2 separate regions of the Gossypium hirsutum genome follow, and region 1 is linked to region 2. The links are chromatin contacts, called in public Hi-C maps. All regions are on one chromosome and are shown on one strand. The core of a region is the stretch at or near the end of the contact, and the rest is flanking DNA. Distances in the headings are between cores, read along the strand shown. Region 1 holds the start of LOC107900421 (21 kDa protein). Region 2 holds the start of LOC107934495.

Evidence for each region. A called contact is a pair of places that touch in the nucleus more often than the background predicts.
Region 1: a Hi-C map of hypocotyl shows a contact between it and region 2, with 2.2 times the contacts expected there. The contact joins the promoter of LOC107900421 here to the promoter of LOC107934495 in region 2. A contact is called at or near these places in 9 of 34 Hi-C or Micro-C datasets (callus, hypocotyl and leaf).

The regions. Positions count from the first base shown.
Region 1 is chrA12:92,020,458-92,027,117 of Gossypium_hirsutum_v2.1, forward strand. It overlaps LOC107900421 (21 kDa protein), which reads right to left and starts at 3,937. Exons shown (of 1, transcript XM_016826026.2): 1 at 2,794-3,937. The coding sequence starts at 3,690. The coding sequence ends at 3,082.
Region 2 is chrA12:91,880,533-91,887,460 of Gossypium_hirsutum_v2.1, forward strand. It overlaps LOC107934495, which reads left to right and starts at 1,310. Exons shown (of 2, transcript XM_016866939.2): 1 at 1,310-2,059; 2 at 2,234-2,582. The coding sequence starts at 1,828. The coding sequence ends at 2,418.

The DNA.
Region 1 (6,660 bases), core at 2,687-5,186, 140 kb after region 2:
ACCTCCAAAATATGCCATTCACTAAAGTCCTATATCTTGTTGGACTCTTAGTTAATTCTCCAAAATTGATCCAAGGAGTTTTTAGATCATGGGTTCTTCAAAATGGTCAGAAATGAATTCTTGAACAAATGTGTTGGAGCTTTACTTCTATTAATAGGACCACTTGAAAGATTGATGTTTTTTTATGTTCTGCTTCTTAATTCCTTAGAGACATGGAGTTCATATCATTATCTATATGATACATTTTACTTCTTTTTATTTAAATACTCCCATAATTAACTGAATTCATCCTCACGAGCTCATAGCTCAAATCACAATACAAGCTTGTAATTTGTTTCCACGGTTCTTTCAGAACAAGTTCTCATTCACATATAATTGGTATTTAAGTTGTATAAAACCGATCTTGCTAATTCAACCATAAAATCCAATAACAATGCCATTAGAGAAGTTTCATAAAACCAATTTCCAACAGGTGAGTTGGTGGGTTAGAAGGGGATTTGATTTGTCTTCTTTTGCATCAATTATTGCTAATCTGATGCTTCTAATGAGAGGTGCTTCATAGATTCTTCTCATTGTGAATGGTTGCTTATCTTTGGTGTGATTTCGTTAATGGTGGAACTTGATGGTTCTGTTATAGTAATCATTTGAGGTGGTTGGATATGGAGGTCCGGGAGTGAACGGTGGAGAAATATCGTGATGATTTCCTTATTAATTGGGTTATGGTACTTAAGGTTTCTTTTATGTTTTCTCTATTGGCATACTAGTTTTGACGTCTCTTCAAACGGTGTAAGCAAACGACATGACAAATATTTGTTCCAATTGATATCATGATTGTAGCTACAAATTCATGTTGTTCAGAGCTTCGGCTAGGATGACATGGATTATTATTTTTTAAGCAGGTTCTATTGTTTGGTGCAAATTTATACGGTAGTGCGTTTGCTCCATCACGTTTTCTGAGGTTGTGCATTTCTGCCATGCGAATTGTGATACTGAACTTATGCAGTGCCTTTTGGGTTCATTTGGTCCTTGGAGAGTGATCTTCTAGTGTCTTGTCGTGGATTTTGGTGATCCTTTTGTCAAGAGTTTGTTATTGCATTGGATATATATATAGAGAGAGAAGGTTTGGAGTATTTTTGCACTTGTGGGTATGGAGTAATTAATCAACATGACTATAAGATTCTTAGGGCACAATGAGGCAAGAAATATCAAAGAATAAAAAGAATGAATGAATTAATAAAGAAAGAGAAATTATTCTCATATCATGTAATAATGATATTGCTTCATACAATGTAATCTCATCGAGACAATTTTAGTTTGAGGTTGATTAGATATCATAAAGATGTGATTTTATCTTTTCCGTAAAAATAAATAAATAAATAAAGGCAAAAAATATTCTTCTTTTATTTTTCTATATAGCATAAACCAACACATGGTTTTGTTGAGCAGAATCTTTGTTCTTCAGTGGCAAATAATTGTGTCGAAGCTCTATAAAAAAAACGAGATCAAAATTGCCAATAGTTGGGGCTAAATTAATATATTTTTTTCTGGATGAGGTGCTGCTTAGCTGTGCTATACCAAACACATTTGGGATGAATTACAGCATTGTAATTTATGCAACCACTTTTATCAAAGATTTCACTAATAACATTATGAGTTTGACGATCTTTTATAGACTTCCAGATTTTTGTATTTGACTTGGTTCATAACTTTGTTTAGGTTTCTTAAATATGGATTATATAAATTTTGAAATTTATTAGTCATTTGTGCCATATATTATGAAAATATTTTTATGTCCTCTTCATGATGATCCAACATCTACTAAGAGACTCACCTAAAATGGCATTTGCTTATACAAAATTTCAACTTCCGCATAAAGTGATTTACTAAAAATAAATGGCTCTAAATGTACCATTCTACTTTAATTCATATGTTATTATTCTTTTAAAATCAAGGACAATTGATTATTATATTAATTTAATGGGTAAATTATATAGTTAATCACTCAACTTTCATAAGTTTTTATTTTGGTCACCAAAAGGGGCGAAGTTAGAAAATATTTTTAGGGGGGATTGAAATTAAATTGTAATTTTTATGATAGTAAAAATGTAATATCATCATTTTAATAGCATATATCTTTATAATTTTTAAATGATTAAATCAAATTTTTATTATTTTTTAGGGGGATAAAGTGTAATTTTGACCTTTACTAATTTAAAATCTTAAAATTTTTAGAGGACCTAAATGGAAAATTTTTTATTTTATGGGGGTCGAGGCCCCTGCCAGCCTCTAGCTATGGCCTTGGTCACCGAGAAAATTTGCATTTAGGCATTGCCATTACAAAATATTTTTATTTAAGTCAACCACCTTTAATTTAATGTTATTATACACTAATTTTAGTCGCCCAGCTTTAATACTTTTTCATTTTGGTCACTCATTTCCTTTTTCATAGTTGGGTGACCAAAAAAGAAATTTACTAATAATTGGATGGCTAGTGGTGTAATTTATCAATCTCAAAATTTAACATGAAATTTTGATTTAACCTAACTGAGGGAAACTATTAATACAATTATTGATATAACATCATTTCATATTTATATATGACATTCATAAATAATTATATTTATCCAATATAAAATTAAGATGATATATTTATTTCTTTAAATGTGTAAATTAATTGAATTAAACTTAAAATTTCCTATAAATTAATATGTATAATTGTATCAAATCAAAATTTATATATCAAATTACACGGATTTTACTCTAATAATAATAACACGATTATGAAAATTGAAGTAGAAAAACCTAATCAAATGAGCCGAATTATAAATAAGCCAAAGTAATAAAATTTAAAAGCAGAAGTGGATTGTAGTCGAATGAAACCTAAAAATTACTTAAGGAAGCTCACCTTTACGTAGTCAACACGAGAAGAAAATGGACTGCTAAGTTAACTCCGTAAACTTTGCTCCATTTACAAACGAAAGAGATACAGCTTTTTAGATTTCACTCACGAAACAACTTAAACAAAGTTTTTAACAATATTCCTTAGTTGATAAAAAATTATACATTTTTCTTTTGGGTTTTTTACTCACCCTTTTCTGCATAACTATTAACCAACGCCAAAGCATTGCTCGTAAGCTTCTTCACTTCCACCGCCCTCTCGTACACCTCCGTTTTCAATGGCCCCTCCTTCACATCTTCGAACCCGTCTGTACATGTCTCTTCGTCCGTCAAAGCCGCGCTCATCCACGTCTGAACGTTCCCCATTTGGAACCTGAAAGACTCCGAACCCGGGGCTACCAGCCGTCGCATTTGCCTTAACGAACCATGGATTTCATCCACGGCATCGTCCATGTTGGAAATACAGTCGTGTAAGGCGGCGCTGGCTTGTGGGTCAGCGCCGTAGGCTGTTTCACGGGTGAGGTTAGAGACATAAGATGCTATGTGACGGGCCTTGGAGAGGCTGACACCAATGGCGATGCGAGCTAGAGGAGCTGGGTCTTGCTGGACCGGATTGGCGTAACCAGATAGGGAAGTGTAGCAAAGGACAGGATACAATGTGGCAGAGCAGCTTGTACGGATGTAATCGGTGGGGCTGGTGTCGTAGCCGGTGGAACCAAGGGTTGGGATTGGGTGGAGAAAGAAGAAGAGGAGGGTTAGAAAGTGCATGGAGATGGAGGGGAGGGATTTCATGGCTAAGGTTTTAACGTTGTGCAGTGAAGAGGGGGAATTTTTTGGGAATTCGCGATGTAGTCGGAAGGCGGTTTGCCTGCTTTAATAAATTCGTACCCTCCTGACTACTATTTTGGTCTTGTTTTATTTTAGATTTACAAGAATGCCAGATCTTGATTTGACCGCTGTTAATATATTATTTTCTCTAAGAGATGGCAATGGTATGTAATGTTTGTGGGACCTGAAAATATGGATTTCATTTCAAGCTATCCAAGCTTTCGGCCATTAAAATGGCTCTGCATCAACAGTTAGTTGGCAAGAATGCGATGATTGCCGTATTGGATTCCGAAAATCCCACCACCTTAACTTGTAACTCTAATGGCGACGGAAATGACGGGGTGAAAAAACGAAGACAACAACAACAGTGTGTTTTATAAAAAATTAAAAGAGATGATAGTATTAATTATGATGCGTAGAAATAAGTTTTTTTTAAAAAATAGGAATTATAAGATTAATCGAGGAAATCTGGAAAAATATAACCTGATTTAAAATTATGTCTTTTTAAATATATATTTTTTTATTTTCATTTTTCATTTCAACATCTTCCTTATCAAACACGTCAATGAAAAACAATAATAGTCAAAACAATTTTATTTTATTTTAAGCTAACAAAGGGGAAAATGATTGCATATTACTTTCTAAATTTTATTTTATTTTGCAAATGTTTTAATTTAATTCAAAATTAAAATTAACAATTTCATAAATAAATATTTTCTAATAAACCATTAACAAAAAGTAAATTTCTTTAAAGTTATTCTACACATGGTGGGTTGGTGTTTTCTTTCAGTTTTAAAAATTAATATATAAACTTTTCATGAGAGGGCCCACCACATTAGGACTAAAAGAATCTACTGCAATGGTTGGGGCAATATGCCCATTGAGATCTCTTAGTTTGGCTTAACCAAGCAATCATTAATAATCTTGTCCGCCTTTTGACACCTAGAGTATCAAATTTTCTTTCAACAACACATTCCTAACATTCTCTTCATGCACATTTAATGCATTGTCCAACTCCAACCCAGACTCAAACAACTCGTCGCTTTCCTTCGAGGTCCCTCGATTCACCACTAATCATCTCTATCTGATGGTTGCAATATCATCGGAATCAGAAATAGCCTCTATCACCCTAACCAAATAGCTTCCCCCCCCAAAATTTGCATTTCAACTCATCTTCTAACTGATGAATCAAAATTAGCATCTTCCCGCAGTTGAAATCCTCAGCCTTCAAAGTATTGCCACATTTGAAAACATGCAGAGGGAGTCAATAAAAAATCCAAGTTGCTCCCTTTGCAGTCAAGTAGTCTTTAGACCATTCAACAATGGTGACAAACCAGTTCATGGTCTTCAACATCCTTCTCTTTTTGTCCTTTGCAAAGATGATTAGGATATACTTACCAAATTTTTTTTAGCATCAATATCAAAGACTCCTTCAATTTTAAAAATTTCCCTAACAACATTTGTCTCATAAAATCCCCTGCTATTTCCACAAAGCATTTTCTAGTTTTTGTAAGGACTCTAGCTCAACAAAAACTTGTATGAATCTCGCCTTTTTTTATTTTTAAATCTTGTTACAGTTCCATAATCTTGGATATCAACCATAGTCGGATTAGAAACATTTTTGTGTGATATGTCAGACCTCTGTATTTCACTCCTGTGAGATCCGATCGTTGCAAATGTTGAGAATGATTAGAAATCAATAGTTAGTAGCCAATGGAATTAGCCTTTTGTTTGTCCAGTTTGTTCCTATATTTTAACTAGGTGTTGTTAATAATATATCCACCATTACGCAGATTTTTAGCTCTTTCGGTTTTCCTTTTTTTAGCCACTTGTACAGCTTATAAAAGGTTGTGTTAAGTTCTTTTTCATGTATCAAAAAATAGTCAACTTCACTTTCTCTTCGCTTCTAGTTTTCAATCCAAGTTTTATTTTTATCTTCTTTTTAGCATATTTTATCTTTGTTTTTATCAATATGTTTTGATATCAAAGCTAAGTTTGTTTTACTAAGTGGGAGAGAGTGAAATAAAAGAGAAATTCAATGTGAGTGGTTCAGGCAAACCTAATGCTGATAGTCAGTGGTACTGTAACTTCATCGCAGCCTTTTATTCCTTTGTTCAAAAGAGAGAACTTCGAATTTTGGAGCATCAAGATATAAGGACTTCGTTTATGTCTCAAGAACTTTGGGAGCTGGTATAAAGTGAGTATAATGACCCCAGATGATCAACAAAGACTTCGAAAGAGCAGAAAGAAATACACACGACCTTTGTTCTTTCTTCAACAAGCAGGTACAAATGATATTTTCTCTCGGATTTTTACAGCAACTACTTCTCAAGACATATGACAGATCCTCAAAAAAGAGTTTCAAGGTTCAACAAAGGTAATTACTGTCAAACTTCAATCCCTTCGTAGAACCTTTAAAATGTTTCAGATGGGCATGTTTAAATCTATTCAAACTTTTATGTAAAGAGTTTCTTCAATTGTTTGTCAAAAATTTGGTTGGTATCATTATAGAAGCTTTTGGTATCCATATTATTCATCATTATGCTTTTCATGACTTATTTTGTTGTTATTAATTATATGAAAAAAGAGAATGTTTTAAGAATACCATATAGTAATGGAGAGTACTAAAAATAGAAATTGCATACGACTTTATTGAATTATTCATAGCATGCAATTCTTTGATTTTAAGATTATGCCTCGGTTACAAAAAATTCTTGATAATAATTGGTGTCTTTGTATTTTTTTTTGGCATGATTTCTTAGTGATATCTTCGTACAAGTAGGACTAAATTGTATGATTTTTTTGAACCTTGTATTATGTTATCTTTATAAATGAATTCTAAATATGCTATTTTTTGTCAATTCATCCTTCAATTGTCAAAATTTCGATAAGCAAGTCAATAGCAAAACTTTGTTTCAAGAACTCCATGTTTAG
Region 2 (6,928 bases), core at 60-2,559:
AGGGATATTATTCAGATTTTGATATCTTCAGCCCACTGCCACATCTGTACTCTACTCCTTCCAGCTCATATCCACCACCATACTCTACTCCTCCCGGCCTATATCCAGCGCCGTTCTCTACTCCACCCGGCTCGAGTTCATCAGTGGCATGTGAGACGTTCTCTACACCCCTACCTATGGATGAAGAGAACGTTGATCGTCGTAGTCGCCCACAACGTGAACGTCGAGCTCCACAAAGATATATCCCTAGAACCACACCATCAAACCATCAATTTTAAGGGGTTTTGTAATATATTGAAAGGATAAGGTTATTTTTTACCCATTTTCACAACTTGTCGTTTCCAATCTGTGTTCTTATAATCTCGATGTATACAGTAAACGGATCTCCATGGCACACCAGAACGCCTAATGGCACAACTCGTATTTTTTCCAATAAAAATTTATTAAATTAATAATACTAAAAAATTATTAGACTTAATTTTAAAAATATTAAAAAATCGAAGCATAAAAAATAATAAATTATCAAAATTATTAAAATAATAATATTAAAAATTATTAAACTTAATTTCAAAATTATTAAAAAATTTAAGCATAAAAAATAATAAATTAATAACATTATTAAAATAATAATATTAAAAAATTATTAAACATAATTTCAGAATTATTCAAATAATAATATTAAAAAATTATGAAACTTAATTTCAAAATTATTAAAAATTTTAAGTATAAAAAATAATAAATTAATAACATTATTAAAATAATAATATTAAATAATTATTAAACTTAATAAAAAAAATTTCTTTTCTCTCTTTGCAGGTGGTATGGGAAAGTGCAGGGCCGGGCGGTGGGGGGCAGGGACACGTGGCAGGCTGCAGGGCAGTCGTGCCCGTGCAGCAGGAGCGAATGGTCGCGCCTCTAGGTCTGGCTCGGCCCGGTTTTGACCCGATTGAATTTTAAAAATTTAAAAATTATTAAAATATAATAAAATTATAATATTTAAATATATATATATTATTAAAAAAATGAGTCGCGCCTGTCAGGTAGACTCAACCCAAAAAATAACCTATTTTCGTAAATAGTATATCTGATACCCTATTTTAGTGTTTTAAATTTTTTTTAATCCAGTTGGGTAAAAAACCCTAGTAAAGAAGTTTACCGAAAATAGAAACAAACTAAAACTAAAAGAAGGTTAATGAGGAGCCACGTGTCATGCAATGTATGAAGGGGTTGGTGGGCGTAAATTAGCAGCCCCTAGTCCCAAAATCGAATTCTAGATTTCTAATATATTGGTACCAAAATCAGAACTTTTTGGGGGGTCATAAAAATCACAGCCATTAATGCGCCCTCCTTCTTTTCTTATATAAATATCCTCTCAAAACTCTCAAAAGACTCAATAGCCTGTCTCTTCTTTTTCCTAACCCCGCAAATTCCCTTCCTTTTTCACCAATTCTGCAACACCCGGAACTTGTTTGTCTTTTTCTTCTTTATTTTTTTAGATTCAAGACGAATTTTTGTGAATGGTGGAAACAATTCGGATTTCTAGTAATTTCATGCTCTCCCTTTGTAAATCGAGGGCGAGCACCCTTTTCTCCGTTTCTGCAGTCTCTGTTTTCGCATTTGGTTCTTGTAAAGCTGGCTGGTATTACCGCTGCCTTGGCCTTGACCCACAAATCCCTTGCAATCTCCGCCCATAACCCAGATTTCTTTAAAATCTAAGAAAAACAAAATAAACCCATTGTTTCTGTTTTTCTTTTTTTGTTTTTTTTCAAATCTCGGTTTTTTGGTGAAATATTCGCTCATTTGATTGTTTTATTTTGATTAAAAAAAATGGTGCTTTACAAGCAGAAGAAGAGCCAGGGTCCTAAGGGCAACAGGCTGTTGGTTAGCATCACTGTTTTGGGAAGTGCTGGGCCGATCCGTTTCGTTGTTAACGAAGAAGAGCTGGTTTCTTCTGTTATCGATACTGCTTTGAAAGCCTATGCTCGTGAAGGTCGGCGCCCGGTTCTGGGATCCGCTATCAGTGATTTCTTCCTTTATTGCCCCAGTGCTGGATCAGATGGTAAGTCGATTGAGATCCCTCTTGATCTATCTCATGAAATTTCGTCATTAATTTCACTTCAATCATACGAATGAAAGTTTCCCTCTATTTTTTTGGTGAAGTTGTACAAGTCAAAATCACCGGGTTTCTAATTAATATAACTCATGTTGTTGGGTTATTGTATTGTAATTGCAGCACTGAATCCATGGGAGACAATTGGATCACAAGGGGCAAGGAATTTCATTTTGTGCAGGAAGCCAAGCAATGAGAAAATGGAAGATGATGGAAGATCAGCAAACTCAATTACTGGGAAAGGAAGTGGGAATTGGAAGGCATGGATCAACAAATCACTCAATCTTAAGATTTCTTCCCATTATTAGATAATTCTCATACCCTTTATCATCGTGTGGTTCTTGGGCTAGCTTTACTTTCAAGCTAAGGACCTGTACAATGGATATGACCATGTTAGAATCTTGGTTATCATCCATGGGATGTTTATTCAGGAATAAAATCAAGCTGTTATTCGGTGTTTTTGCTTTGAAAAGTGTTGCATTCTGTTTGAAACCAATATTCCAATTTTTGAGTTGAGTTGTTTACTCGTTGATTACGATTTGAGATTTGAGATTGAGGTTTCAGCAAGGAAGATCAATCTATTTCAAATTCTTATCTAATCATATAAAATACATATTCAATATTCAAATCCAATTAGTGGTAATCAATGGTGGGTTCTGTAACAGTCTGATCTAGATCCTAATCGGAACGGTAATTTCAATACTACGAATTTGAGTCAAAAAAATATTTAAATATTATTTTTCGTGTTTATTATATATGAATTTGCATATGTGAAAATTTCGTACAAAAATTTGATTGTTTGTGTGCTTAATTTGATAAAAAGACTTAATTGTATAAGTTGAAAATTCGATAGTCTAAATTATAAAGGTTGAATTGATAATGACTTTTTAAGACGGAGTGTTTATGTTGCAAATAATCCTTTATTTTAGTTATGGTCGAATATACCCATAATGTATGTGTTTATGATATTATTTTATTAAGGTTAAATAAGTAAAATATGTTAAATGTTAACATATAATACTAATACTAATAATAATAATAATAATAATAATAGAAAGCCATGCATATTACTTTGTTCTTGCCGAAACTTGAGAAAGAAAGAAAGAAAATATAGCTTAGGGTATTCGGCACTTTGGAAGTTTAATTCAAGGTTAGTTTTTGTTCGGTTTTTAATGATTTTTACGTTTTTGATATCGTTGTTTCGAATACTACTCGATCCATGTTTGAATTTTTTATTTTGGTGAATATTTTGTATTATGACATTAATGAATATTTGTGTTTTGTGATGTTTGATGATGAAATATTAAAAATATATTTTAAATTAACATACTTTGTATTGAAGTTTTTGATGACTTTGAGTTATTAGGATAAAATTGCAAAAATAATAAATTTAGGGACTAAAATATGAAATATATGGACTAGTACGAGTATGTTGAAAATTCGGCTCAATTATGTTTTTGTGAGTTTTGGTGTATTTTGTGTTTTGTGCAATTCGGACTAAATAGTAAAAATATGAAATATCAGGGGTAAAATGATAATTTGACCATTTATGTGTTGTTGGATTAAATTGAATGAAATTGTGTTTAAATGAGGTTAATTTGAAATTATATAGATCAAGAACAAAGGAAATCGGACTTGGATCGGGGAAAAACAAAAATAGTTGAATAGTCGATTCGTAACGCTCGTCGATATCCAAGGTAAGTCTTTAAGTAATTAAGCATGGTTTATTTTGAACATAGAATGATTTACTATGATGATACGAATTTTATAATGTATTAGTTTGATAGCCGAATGAGATATGTCAATGAATTAATGTGATTAAGTTGTATTTGAATGATATCAAAACTTTAGAAAATGTGTATGTGATGCATGAAATATTATACAATACGATATATGTGAAATGTTGTGGAATGATTATATGTTTGTGATGTTCGGGTTTTGAGCCTAGCAAGCCTTGTGCTGGTGACTTTGTTCGGGCTTCGTGCCTAGTAGGCTTAGTGCCGGTGAATGAATTTCAGACCTTGGGTCTAGCAGGCCTTGTGCCGGTGTTGAATCAGGCTTATGCCTAGCAAGTTTTATACCGGTGAATTGTTCTCAAGTTTATGATTACAAGAGTTTAAGATATTGTGGATATTGAACAAGTGAAATTAAGCTATAAAACATTGTATATGTTCTACCAAACAGGTAAGTACAAGTAAGCTTATATCAAACTTGAGTATTCGGTTACATGTGAATTTATATTGAACATGTGTATTTGGTTGCATGTGAGTTTATATTGAGCTTATATATATACATTTAATACATGTGAGGTTATATCACTCCAGAGAAATAAGGGGTTTAATTAAAAACGCCGCAAAAAACTGAACAAAAGCAGCGTTTTTGGCCAAAACGCCACTAAAAACTAATCAATAGCGGCGTTTTTGGCCAAAACGCCACTAAAACTTATCAATAGTCGCGTTTTTAGCCCAAACGCCACTAAAAACTGATCAATAGCGGCGTTTTTGGCCAAGCGCCACTAAAAACTGATCAATTGCGGCGTTTTTAGCCCAAACGCCACTAAAAACTTATGAATAGCAGCATTTTTGTCCAAACGCCACTAAAAACTGATCAATAGCGGCGTTTTTTGGCCCAAACGCCACTAAAAACTGATCAATAGCTGCATTTTTTGCCTAAACGCCACTAAAAACTGATCAATAGCAGCGTTTTTACATAAAATGCCACTAAAAACTGAGCAACAGCAGCGTTTTTGGTCCAAACGCCACTAAAACTGATCAATAGCGGCGTTTTTGGTCCAAACGCCACAAAAAGTTGAGCAGCCATTTTTGAGTAGGGTAACCGACACTCGTTTTAATTTGATCTGATTTAATTTTCATATTATTTTCTTATTTTTGTTTTGAATTCGATTTAATTATTTTGGTATTTGAAACTAACTTTATAAAAAATATAAACTACACTATTCATCACTTAGCTATGAGAAAGTTTCATTTTAGTTTCTTAATTATGAAAAGTTACAAATTGATAACTAAACTATTTAGAAGTTTTCATTTAAGTTACCAAGCTGTTAAAATCAACGTTGTATGGCTTTCTGTAAACCTTTAAATCTTAAACATTAAACCCTAAACCCTAAATTCTAAAACATAAACCATAAACACTAATCCATAAACTCTAAAACCCTAAACCCTCTAAAAAAATCATATGGATGTTGATGTGTATATACATAGATATTAATGTAAAAGCTTATGTTTATAATATATTGTGGAAGCAGTACTTAATATTGATTAAATTTATTTGTGGGTTTAGGGTTTAATATTTAATGTTTAAGGCCTATGGTTTAGGGTTTAATGGTAGAATATATTTTAAGTTTATGGTTTAGGGTTCAATGGTATAGTATGTTAAGTTTATGGTGTGGGCCGAGTTTGTTATCTTGGGTTTAGGGTATAGTGTTTTAAATTAGTTTGTTATTTGGGGTTTGGTACTATTTTAAAGTGTTTAGGGTTTAGGGTCTTAATGTTCAAGGTTTTAAGGGTTAGTGTTAGGGTTTAAGGGTTAATTGATTAAATGATGTTCTGGTTGAATCTAGGTTTTGGAGTCCTCGGAGTGTGGTTTAATTAAATACTTGATCTCATGTTTATACATATATTTATGATGTATATATGTTTATATTCCCAGATAATTACGCAAGATTTAGTATTATACGAAATTTGATGAGGTGGTTCATAAAATTATTGAATACAAAATGTTAACATGAAATTCTTAAACTTGAATCAATTTTAAAAATAAAATAAAATAAAATTAGTATTTTTATTTTTTAAATTAAATTCTAATTATAAAATTCGTGCACACTTTAAAATTTATAGCCTCATGATTAAATATTGAATTTGAATTTATAATTTCAAAATCTAAAAAATAATATGTGTTTAATAAGGTATCGATTTCCGAGTATTACAAGATGCTATAACTTTCTTTGCATGTAATGGACTCTCGAAATTAAACTCGTCTTACTTTAATTTTAAGATGCAGATAATAATGATCTCTTAAAAGAATTTTTTTAAAATTTTATTTTATGAAAGGTAATTTTATAAGTATTGGCCACACCAAGTTAAAAATATTTTTAATAAAAACCCAATGTTTTAAAAATTTTCATTTTTTCTCAAGGTTGTTAAGTTCATTTTTATCAAAAATGGTTTTGAATATATATATTTTTATTTCAATTCATTTCATGTTTTAAATAATTATTAGAAATTATTTTAAATTGATTTACCTAAAATTTAAATATTAAATATTTAAATAATAATTATTCAATATAATTAAATTTTTTTCAAATTAGATATATTGTTTGAAAGAAAACAAAATTAGTTTAAAAGGAATTTAAGAAATAATGAAACTATTAAAATTCATTGCTATCAAATGCATTAGTGGCGTTTTTGTCAAAAACGCCGCAAAAAAATTTCAATTAAGCCAAAACGTCGTTGCTTTATGATGTGTCTCCAGATGCTAAAGATAGAGAATTAGCGGCGCTTTTGTAAAAACGCCGTAAAAGATTAAGATTTAGCGACGCTTTTGTAAAACACCACTAAATGTTTAATTAAAACGACGTCGTTTCAAGTGTGATTTAGTGACGTCATTATCTTTAGCATAACGGTGCCGTTTTTGTTTCATCCTTTTCATCCCCAATGCATACCCGAAACCCCTAAATTTCCCCAAATCAAAACTTCCTTCTCCCCTAAATCAAAATTGCCCCTAAACCTTAAATTTCCCCTAAATCAAACCCATTTGTCATCTCCCTTTCTGTTTTCGTTCCATAGGTTTCATTTCATT